Regions from separate parts of the Sus scrofa genome. Here region 1 is linked to region 2. The links are chromatin contacts, called in public HiChIP or PLAC-seq maps. All regions are on one chromosome and are shown on one strand. Each heading gives the region's core, a stretch centred on a gene start, on an enhancer-like site or on the middle of the called end of the contact. The rest is flanking DNA. Distances are from core to core; before and after follow the strand shown. Region 1 overlaps PLCXD2 (PI-PLC X domain-containing protein 2). Region 2 overlaps PHLDB2 (pleckstrin homology-like domain family B member 2).

Region 1 (5,114 bases), core at 1,956-4,455, 290 kb before region 2:
GCCTGGGGGTCAGAATTGGGAAGAGAGCTTTCCAGGTGAAATAGGCTGGTTGGACTAAGGAATGGGGGGATACTTGGAAAATGGCCAGAGGATTCCCTCTGCTGCCCCCCAGTAATGCTATGTTGATGTCTTTTTTTTTTTTTTTTGTCTTTTTTTCTTTTTAGGGCCACACCTGCAGCATATGGAGGTTCCCAGGCTAGGGGTCTAACCACAGCCACAGCAACTCAGGATCCAAGCCGAGTCTTCGACCTACATCACAGCTCAGGGCAACGCCAGATCCTTAACCCACTGAGTAAGGCCAGGGATAGAACCTGCATCCTCATGGATGCTAGTCGGGTTTGTTAACCACTGAGCCATGACAGGAACTCCTGTGTTAATATCTTTATTTGCACCTCTCCCCACATTTCTATTTCTAGGTATCTGTCTTCCATATGAACAACTGGTACACAGAGAACGTGGATTTTTCCCTTTATAACCCTAAATCCTAATCCAGGTGGCAGCTCTGTCATTGGTGACTGTAGAGTGAATGGCTTAGTCCTTGGAACTGGAGTGCTAGAGGAGTGGCTTGCAGCCACTCTCATTTTCAGCTGTGATCAGAGCTAAACTGAATAGGTTGGTTAGGTTCACCTTCTGTAAATGCCCCATGAAACACTGAACATTTTCCAATCCCTTTCTTGTTATCTCTGCAGAATATTCCTGTAGCTCGAGATAAGGCTCAGTGCTAAGCCCCATTGGAAATGGAAATTCTGAGCCCCACTGGAAATGGAAATTCAGAGTAAGATGGTCAGAGGGTCAGAAGCAGATCTCTGATGTCACTTGTGTCCTAGGCTCAGTTCTCTCACCCTGCATCGTTTCTGCCCTCCTCCTTCCCTTGTCCAGTCTGAATGTCTCATGTTTCCTCTCTGGCTGCAGCCTCAGCCTGCTCTCATTTCTTGTTCCCCTCTTCCCCTTTCTTCCCCTGACCTGGCCTGTCCCCGGGCCTCTCCCTTTCCAGTGCTGGCTGTTGCTCTGCTGCTCTTCACTGCTTCCAATTCCCAGAGCCTTCTCTGTCCTCATCTTGCTGATGATCCGCCCTTTGTTCCTTTTCTACCTTTCTGGAATCCTGTGTTTTTTGGGGTTTTTTTGTTTTTTTGTGTTTTTTTTTTTGGCTTTTAGGCCCACACTCGTGGCATATGGAGGTTCCCAGGCTAGGGGTCGAACTGGAGCTGTAGCCACCGGTCTACATCACAGCCACAGTAATACCAGATCTGAGCCACGTCTGTGATGTACACCACAGCTCATGGCAATGCCGGATCCTTAACCCATTGGTCGAGGCCAGGGATCGAACATATGTCTTCATGAATCCTCTTCAGATTCATTTCCACTGAGCCACAACAGGAACTCCCTGGAATCCTGTTCTTTTCCTTTCCAACCCTGCCTTTGTCCCCTTGGTGGTTTCTATAGCTCTTTTCCTGTGGTCCCACAGTCATACCCCGTGTGTATGACACAGAGACAAAATCACTATGGGAGCAGGAGTTAGAGAATCATTACTCAAACCCTGCTTCTGGAAGTTGGATCAGGTCTGGTGTATCTCACAGAGATGGAGATCCCAAAAGGGTACAAGACACATTGAGGCACAGGAAGTTTAGGTTGGCCCCACTTTGGGGATATCCTGAGCCATGAGCTGGCCTTGGAAGAGATCATTCTCCTACAGGATCTGAGGCTGTAGAAAACCAAGGACCAAGCTGAATCTACCAGGGCTGACCCAACCAAGGGAGAAAAAAAAAAATCACACAGGACCAAAATGTTCTTTGGGTTTTTGTTGCTGTTGTTTTTTTCTCTGGGTGGTCCCAGTGAGGAATAAAAAGAGGCTATGATTTGGTGTTTGCATTAGTAGGTTTCTCTTCTCAGAAGATCTGTTACTTCCTGAGATCCTCTTGAAGCCTCAGTATCAAAAAAGCCACAGGGAATTCGGGAATCACACGTGTCTGTAAGAAGCAGAACCATGCATGGGTTGGCTTAGAGCGTTAATGCTAGAGCCACAGTGTCTGCATTTGAATCCCAACTCTGCCTGTCATGACTTTGTGACCTTGGGCGAGTTACTTAACCACTCTGTGCTACAGTGTTCTCTCTAAAACAGAGATAATAATGACACTACCTCATTTGATTAGTGTGAAAATTAAATTAGTTCATATAGCATGCTAAGAACAGTCTGTCACAAAATAATGTAGCCTTAAAAAAAGTATTTGTGACTGTCACTATTGAAAGCCTGTGTTTAGAATGGACAAGAAAAAAGAGGTGTAAAATGCAGTCTACACCCTCAGGTAATTTGCAGTGTAGTTAAGGAGCTGACCTTCCAATTAAGCCATGTGGCTCAGTGTTCTCTGTCTGACCAGATCAGGATAACGTGAATGGTCATCCTGTCAAAGGGACTTAGCGTTAAGGGAAGGCTACATGGAGGGTTGCCCAGGATGTGAGGGTGACCAAGGGAACTTTAAATGCAATCTGAGTGCAGCTGGTCAAGAGAGCACGAAAATCCTCTTTAGCTACTTTGTCTTCCTGTCCCAAGCTCAGCTGTCAAACTTTGTCATCTCTAGCCATCCAAAGCCTTTGGGAAAAATGTAACTCTCTGTGACAGGGCCATATTGCTGACTTTGCTTCTGCTTCCCTCATGGCCCCATCACCAGCCCTCCTAACCCAGTCATTTTGTTCCCAGATCAAGAGTGGGAATACTACAAAATGCTTTCCTTTAAATAAATCTTTTTACACATACACAACACACACACACACACACTGGGCCATGACCTTGGCCTCACCTTCAAGAGAGCCCAAGTTCTACTGCCTGCTGTTGTTTACCCTTTATAAAGATCCTGCAAGACAGACCCACTGACATTTCAGGTCCTAGGAGCCTGCTACTGTCACATGCATGCTGCTGTTTCAGACGAGCTTCTGACATTGAGGATTTAGTTTCTGACATGTGCTCTTACCTGACCTCTACTCCACATCCCTCCTGGCCTCTGAGAGCTTAAAAGTACAGGCACACTACAGGGGAGGATCTCGAAATGCTTAAGCTCCCGTGATTTGCCTTTGGGAAAAGTGCAGACCACTCTGTAAATGCTGACTAACCCCAATTTGAGTTTCAAACCAGGCCTGCAGAGGCGGGATTATTTATAGATATTGTAATAGGTGGGTGTGTTTGTGTGTGAGAGAAGAATGTGAACACACGTCAAGAACCAAATTTAGGCGAAGGAGGACTGTGACTAAATCTGTTGGAGTATTTACACTCGTGGATAAATAGGAGTCCTTCCACTTTCTCACATCTGTAGGAATGTGGGCTACATTGTTGAACGCTCACGACGTTCAAATAGTTCTTAAGAGGATGACATTAGTAGATCTCTAGGGAGCTTCCAGACAGCATGGGTTAGGCTACAGCAGCCTGCAGTGCTCTCAGGGGGATGTCTAGGCTGCACTGTCTATGAAACACCAGCAGTCTTTTTTGGATTCATTGTCTATGAAGCAGTTGACATTTTCCAAGAGAATAACAGGGTTTTGAAAAATAATTTCCAACTATTCTAGAACTATTGGCTGGAAGGTATTATGTCTTCTCAGAGACTACCCTACTACTCATTTCTTCTCTGTACAGACCTGATGAAATCTAAATAAGGAAAAAAAAATAGAAGGCAGTTGTACCCCATAACACAAATGTCTCAAATGTGGCAGCATCTGCAGTAATGGTGTGACTGAGAATCCTGCCTAGACTCAGGCAGACTGGGGGGAATACTTTATGAACATGGATGACTTGAAGGCTTATATTCTGGAAGCAATATTCTTAAAGTACAGTTGAAACCAGATGAAAAAAAAATGTTGAACAGGTAAAGGTGAAGGCAATGTCCCTTCCTTGCTCCCTGGGTCTGAGTTTAAGTGGTCATCCTGCCAGGAGGTGTCCGTGTAGATCCTCATAAGTATTATCTGAGCACGTTATGCAAGTTTGGCCTAAAAAAATTAAAGATATCTGTTTATTCCTTCTGCTTCTTTTGGTTGTCATTGCCTGTATTTTAAAGATGGATTCATTTAAAAGGAAAGTACTTATTCAAAGAATATTTATCAAGCGCCCTTTTGTGTCATGTACTATGTTAAATTAGGTGAATATGGAGATAAATAAGATTCTTCTCCTTGCTTTTCATGAATGTATGATCTTAGAAGAAAGCCAAAATTCAGACACTATGGAGAAAAATGGATAGGGTACAATGACACTCAGAAAACCGATACCAATTCTGTTACCAGAAAGAGAAGGAAAGCTTGGTAGACTGGGCTTCCAAGGAGACATGACCTTGGGCTGAGTCATGAAGAGCAATTAGTAAATAACCAGTGGGTGTTACAGGTAGAAAGAGGGAAATGGTGCAGAGGTACTAAGGACTGAGAACTAAGGTGACCTTGAGGAAACCTAAGCATAGATTTCATTTAAAGAAGGTTCTGGAAATGCAGCTGGGAAAGTACTGAGCCTTCTGTTTCATGCCAAGATTAAACAGTAAACGTTATCCTGAAGGCAAAAAGCAGCCGCTGAAGGACTTGGTCAGGAATGGATTAAAAGCCCTAAACAAATTGCATAAGCATGAAGAGAAACAAAGTGACCCATCAGTTGTGAGGGATGCTGAGGGGTAATGTGAAAAATTCATAATTTCTTTCATTCTGTGTAATACATATATGTTGGTTATCTTCCATGTCCCAGGCCCTCTCCTCGGCACTGGTGATTCATTGATGATCAACACAGACATGGTGTCTGCCTTCAAAGACCCGACTGTCTAATTAGAGAAATGGACATTTAATTGAACAGTTATAACACAATATACTATGTAAGATGACAGGAGAGGTAGAGATTACTGTTGGAAGAAGCACATAGCAGGCATGTCTTAACAAGACTTGGGAATCCAAGGAGGCCTCTGGGAAGAAGTGATGTATACACTGCATCTGAAGAATGCATAGGAACTAGACCCCGGGGTAAGAGAAACAAGGCTAGGAGTGTCCTAGGCAAGGAAACAATATGGGTGAAGACCTTGAGGAGAGAAAATGGCCCATTTAACAAACCAGAATGGTCCAGTGTAGTTTACCCTAAGCTAGGAGGGGGCAAGGAATAA
Region 2 (5,443 bases), core at 559-3,058:
GTCTAGAAAAGAAGACATATATTTAAGTGATTATGCAAGTATACATACATAAGAAATAACATTGATTCTCCATGGCTGAAACATCAGAATAATGAAGTTTTATCTCAGGCTGTGGTCTTTTTTCACAAAAGAGTCAAATGAAATATAAACAGTTAAAAAAATAAAAGGAGTTCCTGTTGTGGCATAGCGGAAACAAATCTGACTAGGAACCATGAGGTTGTGGGTTCGATCCCTGGCCTTGCTCAGTGGGTTAAGGATCCAGTGTTGCCGTGAGTTGTGGTGCAGGTTGCAGATGCAGCTCAGATCTGGTATTGCTGTGGCTGTGGAGTAGGCCGGCAGCTATAGCTCCGATTAGACCCCTAGCCTGGGAACCTCCATATACCATGGGTGCAGCCCTAAAAAGACCCCAAAAAAAGACAATAAAATAAAATAGTTTGTTTAGTGTTAAATATTTCCAAGCTCTTCTCTTTTCTCTTTTAGTTACCCTAACTCTTCTTGCAGCTTTCACCCCCTTTGGTGTTTTTCCTTCCTTGTTTATGTGATCTCCTTCTCAGCATGTATTACTTTTGAAGCTCTTGCATCCCTAAATCCTGTTTCCATTTTGGCATGGTGGATGGGCTTTACTGACAAAACTGGCCAACATCCTTCTCTTGCATCTGTTAAGAGAAGTCATTTTTTAATTGACCATCTTAAATCACCATTTAAGAAATAAAATATCCACATGATAAAGGCATAACAAATAATTATCTGGTGACACATGTTCCTAAACCAGATAAAGTGACTTCCAAGCTTAGGGATCATCTGTAGAACTTTGGTGATAGTTTTGTTGGTCTGGCATCTGAATAATTAAACTAATGGGGAGGCCTGTCACAGGCCAACATTTTTAGACTTGGGAGGAAACATTTTCAGAACATACTTTGTAGGATTTGGTTTTGATGTATTCATGAGCAGAGCACTTCATTTGGTGTTATTTCCTTTGCCTATATTTTGTCTCCTAAACTGAGGTAAGTTAGTTTCACCTGCAGTTTTCAGAGTTGAATTGGCTTGCCTCTAAAGACCAATGATTCTTGCAAGTAACGTCCTTTAAATTGTATTAGAGCTTGTTCTACACCTTCCTGAAACCTGTCTCTGTACGGGTGTGTGTTTGAAGAGAAATCAGTCAGAAGCAACATTCTTAAAAGGTTTTTTTGTGTTTTCTTCAGCGCCAGCACTTCAAATATTGCCCGAATAGAAGAAATGGAGAGACTTTTGAAGCAGGCTCATGCAGAGAAGACAAGGCTGCTTGAATCCAGGGTAGGCTACTAGTATCTTTATGCTGGAGGTCAGTGATGTGGTAGTTCAGATGCCCTGCACTTGCCATTGGGTCTCAATAAGCAGCATGGCCTTGGAATAGTCATTCCACCTTTCTTGGCCCCATTTTCTTTTCTGAAAAATAAGGGTTTTAGAGAGGTGATTTCTGTGGCTCTTTACTGCTTCACCACTTTTCATAAGGTAAAGTGTATAGAGTGTGGACATAAACTTAAATGAATGCTTTGCATTACATTTTCCCTTCGATAGCCCTTTTGTCTGCCTGCCAGGGAACAGGAGGAATGGCATGTCTCTGCATTCTCCCTGCCTTGCCAGCTTGCCGTAATGACACTATTGTAATATTAAAACTCCCACATTATTGTGACTTTTTTAAGCCAGAAGCTTAACTTCCTTAGGAATCCCCCCAAATGCCTTTGTGTCCTGCCTGAAAAGGCACCTCCTTTCCTCTTCTGATTTCCCCGGATGCTTCCTCTGTAGCTTTGGCCAGGAAGCAACAGAGCAACAACAGGAATTGGAAGGACCAATGGCTGTTAAAAGAAAGGCTACATGTTGTGACTAATGTTGGGTCACAGTTAGTGAGCCTTTTTCATATTAAAAACGGGAGAGTTAAGGTCATTAGTATGAAATGACAGAATAGAATCCCAAGCTGAGTTTCACTTAATATTCCATTGTTAATTAAATGTAATGATTGCACAGGATGATTTTGAAAGCCCTGTGAGCCGTGATTAAGGGTGTCTTAGTTATTCATTGTAAGAGCCTGAGTTATGACACCAGAGACTGTCTAGTGAGAATAATTTTTTTATATTCTTTAAATTCATTCAAGTATAACGGGGATGTCTTAAAATTTGTTCCACATAATGATATTTAGGAACGGGAAATGGAAGCCAAGAAAAGAGCTCTGGAAGAAGAAAAGCGACGCCGAGAACTCCTGGAAAAACGACTGCAGGAAGAAACTAGCCAGAGGCAGAAGTTAATTGAAAAGGAAGTGAAAATAAGGGAGAAACAAAGGGCCCAGGTTGGTGGGTCAATCTGGATGGATTGGAGTAGGTTGCCCCCTGGTGGTCGTTCTTTAGGAGACAGTCATGCTGGGTCAAGATGCCTTTGGCTGTGCTGTAATGGCTAAGAGAAAGATGTGCGTTAATGGGCTAAAAAATGTGTGTTTATTTCAAAACTTATTGGGAACTACTAAGAAAATGAATTTGTTCTTTACTTAAGAGTAGAAAATTTTGATGGGAGAGCTACTTTTTCTTCCACCCGTTTTTTTTTTTTTTGAGCAGCTTTGAAAATGCAGTGAATTCATTACTAAAAACAAATGCAGCACCCAGACTAAGTTGGGTGCTGCACTTGTTTTAGCTGAGAAAGAGAAGAGATTCTATTAAGCCATTTCTTGGAAGCAGACACTCCAGAACAGAATACTTTCACTAGTCCCATTTCTTGGTGATGGCATTAATACCTTCAATTTTGTGTTTTTTGGTTTTTTTTCCTAACCAATGTGTTGTCACACATGTCCTCTTTGTTGCACCAGACCACACACATGTGCACAGAATCCCTGAACTCAAGCATAGCTCAGGAAAATCATCCACTTGGTTTAACTTCCTATCTCAGTCATTGCAGAGTTTGAATCTCTGTTCGTGTCTCTAGAACTGCTTATGTAATATATGTGTTCCGAGAAACTAAAATAAAATTTTATTAAGTGCCATGTCATTTTAAAGTTCAAAGCAAGTTTACCAAGACTTAGTAGACTTAAAGGTAAAAGATAGCAATTCCCTTATTCTTTACAGTTGCTGGCAGTTTGAAGTACAGCAGTGAGACTCTCCTTTAAGACTGGGTGCTTTGAGGTCTCAGTAAATCTGTGACATCTGTGTAGATTCAAAATACCATGGAATCAAGGGCAGAACAAAGGAAAAATACAAAGTAAAACTTGTTCATTTTATTTTGTTATGCCAAACCTCTGTCAAATTTTGATTTGCAGTAAAGGTCAACCATGTCTGTTTGGTATCTGAGGCCAAACCAAAAGGCACAATTCTATTTTAATCCTAATTATAAGTTTTACTTCCAAGTGTATGATTAGGTTATTTTCCCCCAGGGCAAAGGGATAGGGTAATTTAAAAGGATAAAATAAAAGGCCATTCTGGAAATATTACTCGTAGTGCTGTGTGCTTCCTAGATTAGATGAACTTCTACTCCAGCCATAGTTAAAATAAAAGACGTCTAGGTACACCTCTTTAGTGTCTGGTCCTGGACAGGTTATTGGACAAAGCTTTGATTCCACTTCTTATTTTTTTAAGACATACATTTCTGCCCTCAATTTCTATCAGAGAGTGTTTTCAAGCCAACACTTACATCCATACCTGGGGAATCAGATAGGGGTTATACTTACAAAATAGTGTTCAGCCAATTATGTCATGTCTGAAGTTATTTAAGAAGTCTTGTTGAGTTATGGCAGAGAGAACTCCTGCAAACTTCACAGTGGAGGCATCTTCCTCTCTAAGAAGAAGCCCAGATAACTTCACACCTAATTTTCATGTGTTTTTAAGTGCTAAGTACCTCTTTTCAAGCTAAGAAAAATGACATGTTTCCATTTTCTCATCTGGCCATTTCAAGGGATAGACTCTGTTGGCCTGAGTTTATCCATATTTCCCCCGACATGTTCTAGCATCCTTCTTCAGTAGCCATCCACTGTTTAGATTCCAAATGGCAATGTCTAAGTTCTCATAGTCACATGGACATTTTAACACTCAGGCTTTCCAATTCATCCTCACTTCTAAACATCTGTGACCTAAAACAAAACAAATAATTAGCTGTAGACGACCTGGGCTTATGCTTTTCCAGGCTTGACCTCTGACCCACTGGGCTTGTGCTTTTCCAGGCTCGACCTCTGACCCGCTATCTGCCCGTCCGGAAGGAAGACTTTGATTTGCGGAGCCACGTAGAGACTGCTGGCCACAATATTGATACCTGTTATCATGTGTCAATCACAGAGAAGACCTGCAGAGGGTTCCTCATCAAAATGGGTGGAAAAATTAAAACTTGGAAAAAGCGTTGGTTTGTCTTTGATCGGAATAAGCGCACCTTCTCTTATTATGCAGGTGGGTAATAAAAACAACAACAACAACAACAACCCTGAGTGGTATATTCAAACTAGGAACCCTCTATTGAAGAGATTAAAGAACAAAGGCAATAAAATTCAGTATAAGTAAGTAATAGAATCAATGGCAATATTAGCTTGATAGATGTATATTATTTTTTAGACCAAAATATTTCTTAAACCATGAGACCAGGAAAAAAAAAAAAATTTCTATTTATGTCTTTATGGTCCTATGCCCTATATAAGTTACACACAATTAGGCAGCTTAGCTGACAGTCATTCAACCATAGTTTATAAACTAGAATGGCAGTTTAAGCAGAGAGTAAAACTCATCAATGAACTAGTGAATGAGTAAGTATTTATCAAGTGACCGGAGTATATTTGGATTATTTAAATGCTAGATTATGAGAACCATTTACATTTAGATCTCATATGAAATATATCCACCTTCAGCATGAGTACAGTTATGACTTTTCAACTGCTGAGTGAGGGTAGCATCAGACTAGAGATTATGAAGAGACCCTGCCTTGGGGTGACTGTATCGACATTTATGAGCATTGTCAGGAATTGTTACAAAGTGTATCAGTGTAATAAATACAAACTAACTCCAGTCACTTAATCTGTAGTGTGAGGTCAGAATATGTTTATGAAGAGAGCTGTAAGAAACCAAGAAGCATGTGGAAGAAGGAAGACTGGCTGTGGAGCTCCAGAATGGGGGTGAGAGGGTGGGTGGCATGCCTTTCACCCAAAGAGTTAGGGGCTCTTTGGGTGGGGTTCCAGTTGCTATGGGGGCGAATGGCCTGAAGCAAATGGTTACCCCTCACAGGTTCCCTGCTTGCTTCCCTAGGGCTTTCTGACCTTGGGTTTTATAAAAATCCAGAGACAATTTCTTCAGTTAATACAATAGAAAAGATGCCTGTGTAATAAGAAATGCCAATTTAGTGTCTGCAGAATACATAAACAAAACTTGGCTGTGTGCTAGTCTCCATAGACAACCTCAGCCAGAATTTTCCAAAAACTAAATTTGAAAATAACCCTGACCAAACA

The links. HiChIP or PLAC-seq counts read pairs in DNA pulled down with a chosen protein or histone mark.
Region 1: an H3K27ac HiChIP or PLAC-seq map of skeletal muscle shows a contact between it and region 2. The contact joins two enhancer-like sites. A contact is called at or near these places in 3 of 47 Hi-C or Micro-C datasets (embryonic fibroblasts, epiblast stem cells and fibroblasts) and 1 of 2 datasets of contacts at active chromatin or transcription factors (skeletal muscle).

What each region holds. Positions count from the first base shown.
Region 1 is chr13:148,077,917-148,083,030 of Sscrofa11.1, reverse strand. All of the region lies in intron 1 of PLCXD2 (PI-PLC X domain-containing protein 2), which reads left to right. Among named protein-coding and RNA genes, the nearest start is that of PLCXD2, 7.3 kb to the left of the region's middle. Within about 2 kb of position 3,205, at least 7 of the 83 cell types and tissues checked have an H3K27ac peak or open chromatin away from gene starts, as enhancers often do. A contact at or near this core is called in skeletal muscle, where this site is marked.
Region 2 is chr13:147,784,141-147,789,583 of Sscrofa11.1, reverse strand. PHLDB2 (pleckstrin homology-like domain family B member 2) reads left to right here. Exons shown (of 20, transcript XM_021070391.1): 16 at 1,203-1,293; 17 at 2,177-2,323; 18 at 4,178-4,397. Among named protein-coding and RNA genes, the nearest start is that of ABHD10, 8.8 kb to the right of the region's middle. Within about 2 kb of position 1,808, at least 15 of the 83 cell types and tissues checked have an H3K27ac peak or open chromatin away from gene starts, as enhancers often do. A contact at or near this core is called in skeletal muscle, where this site is marked.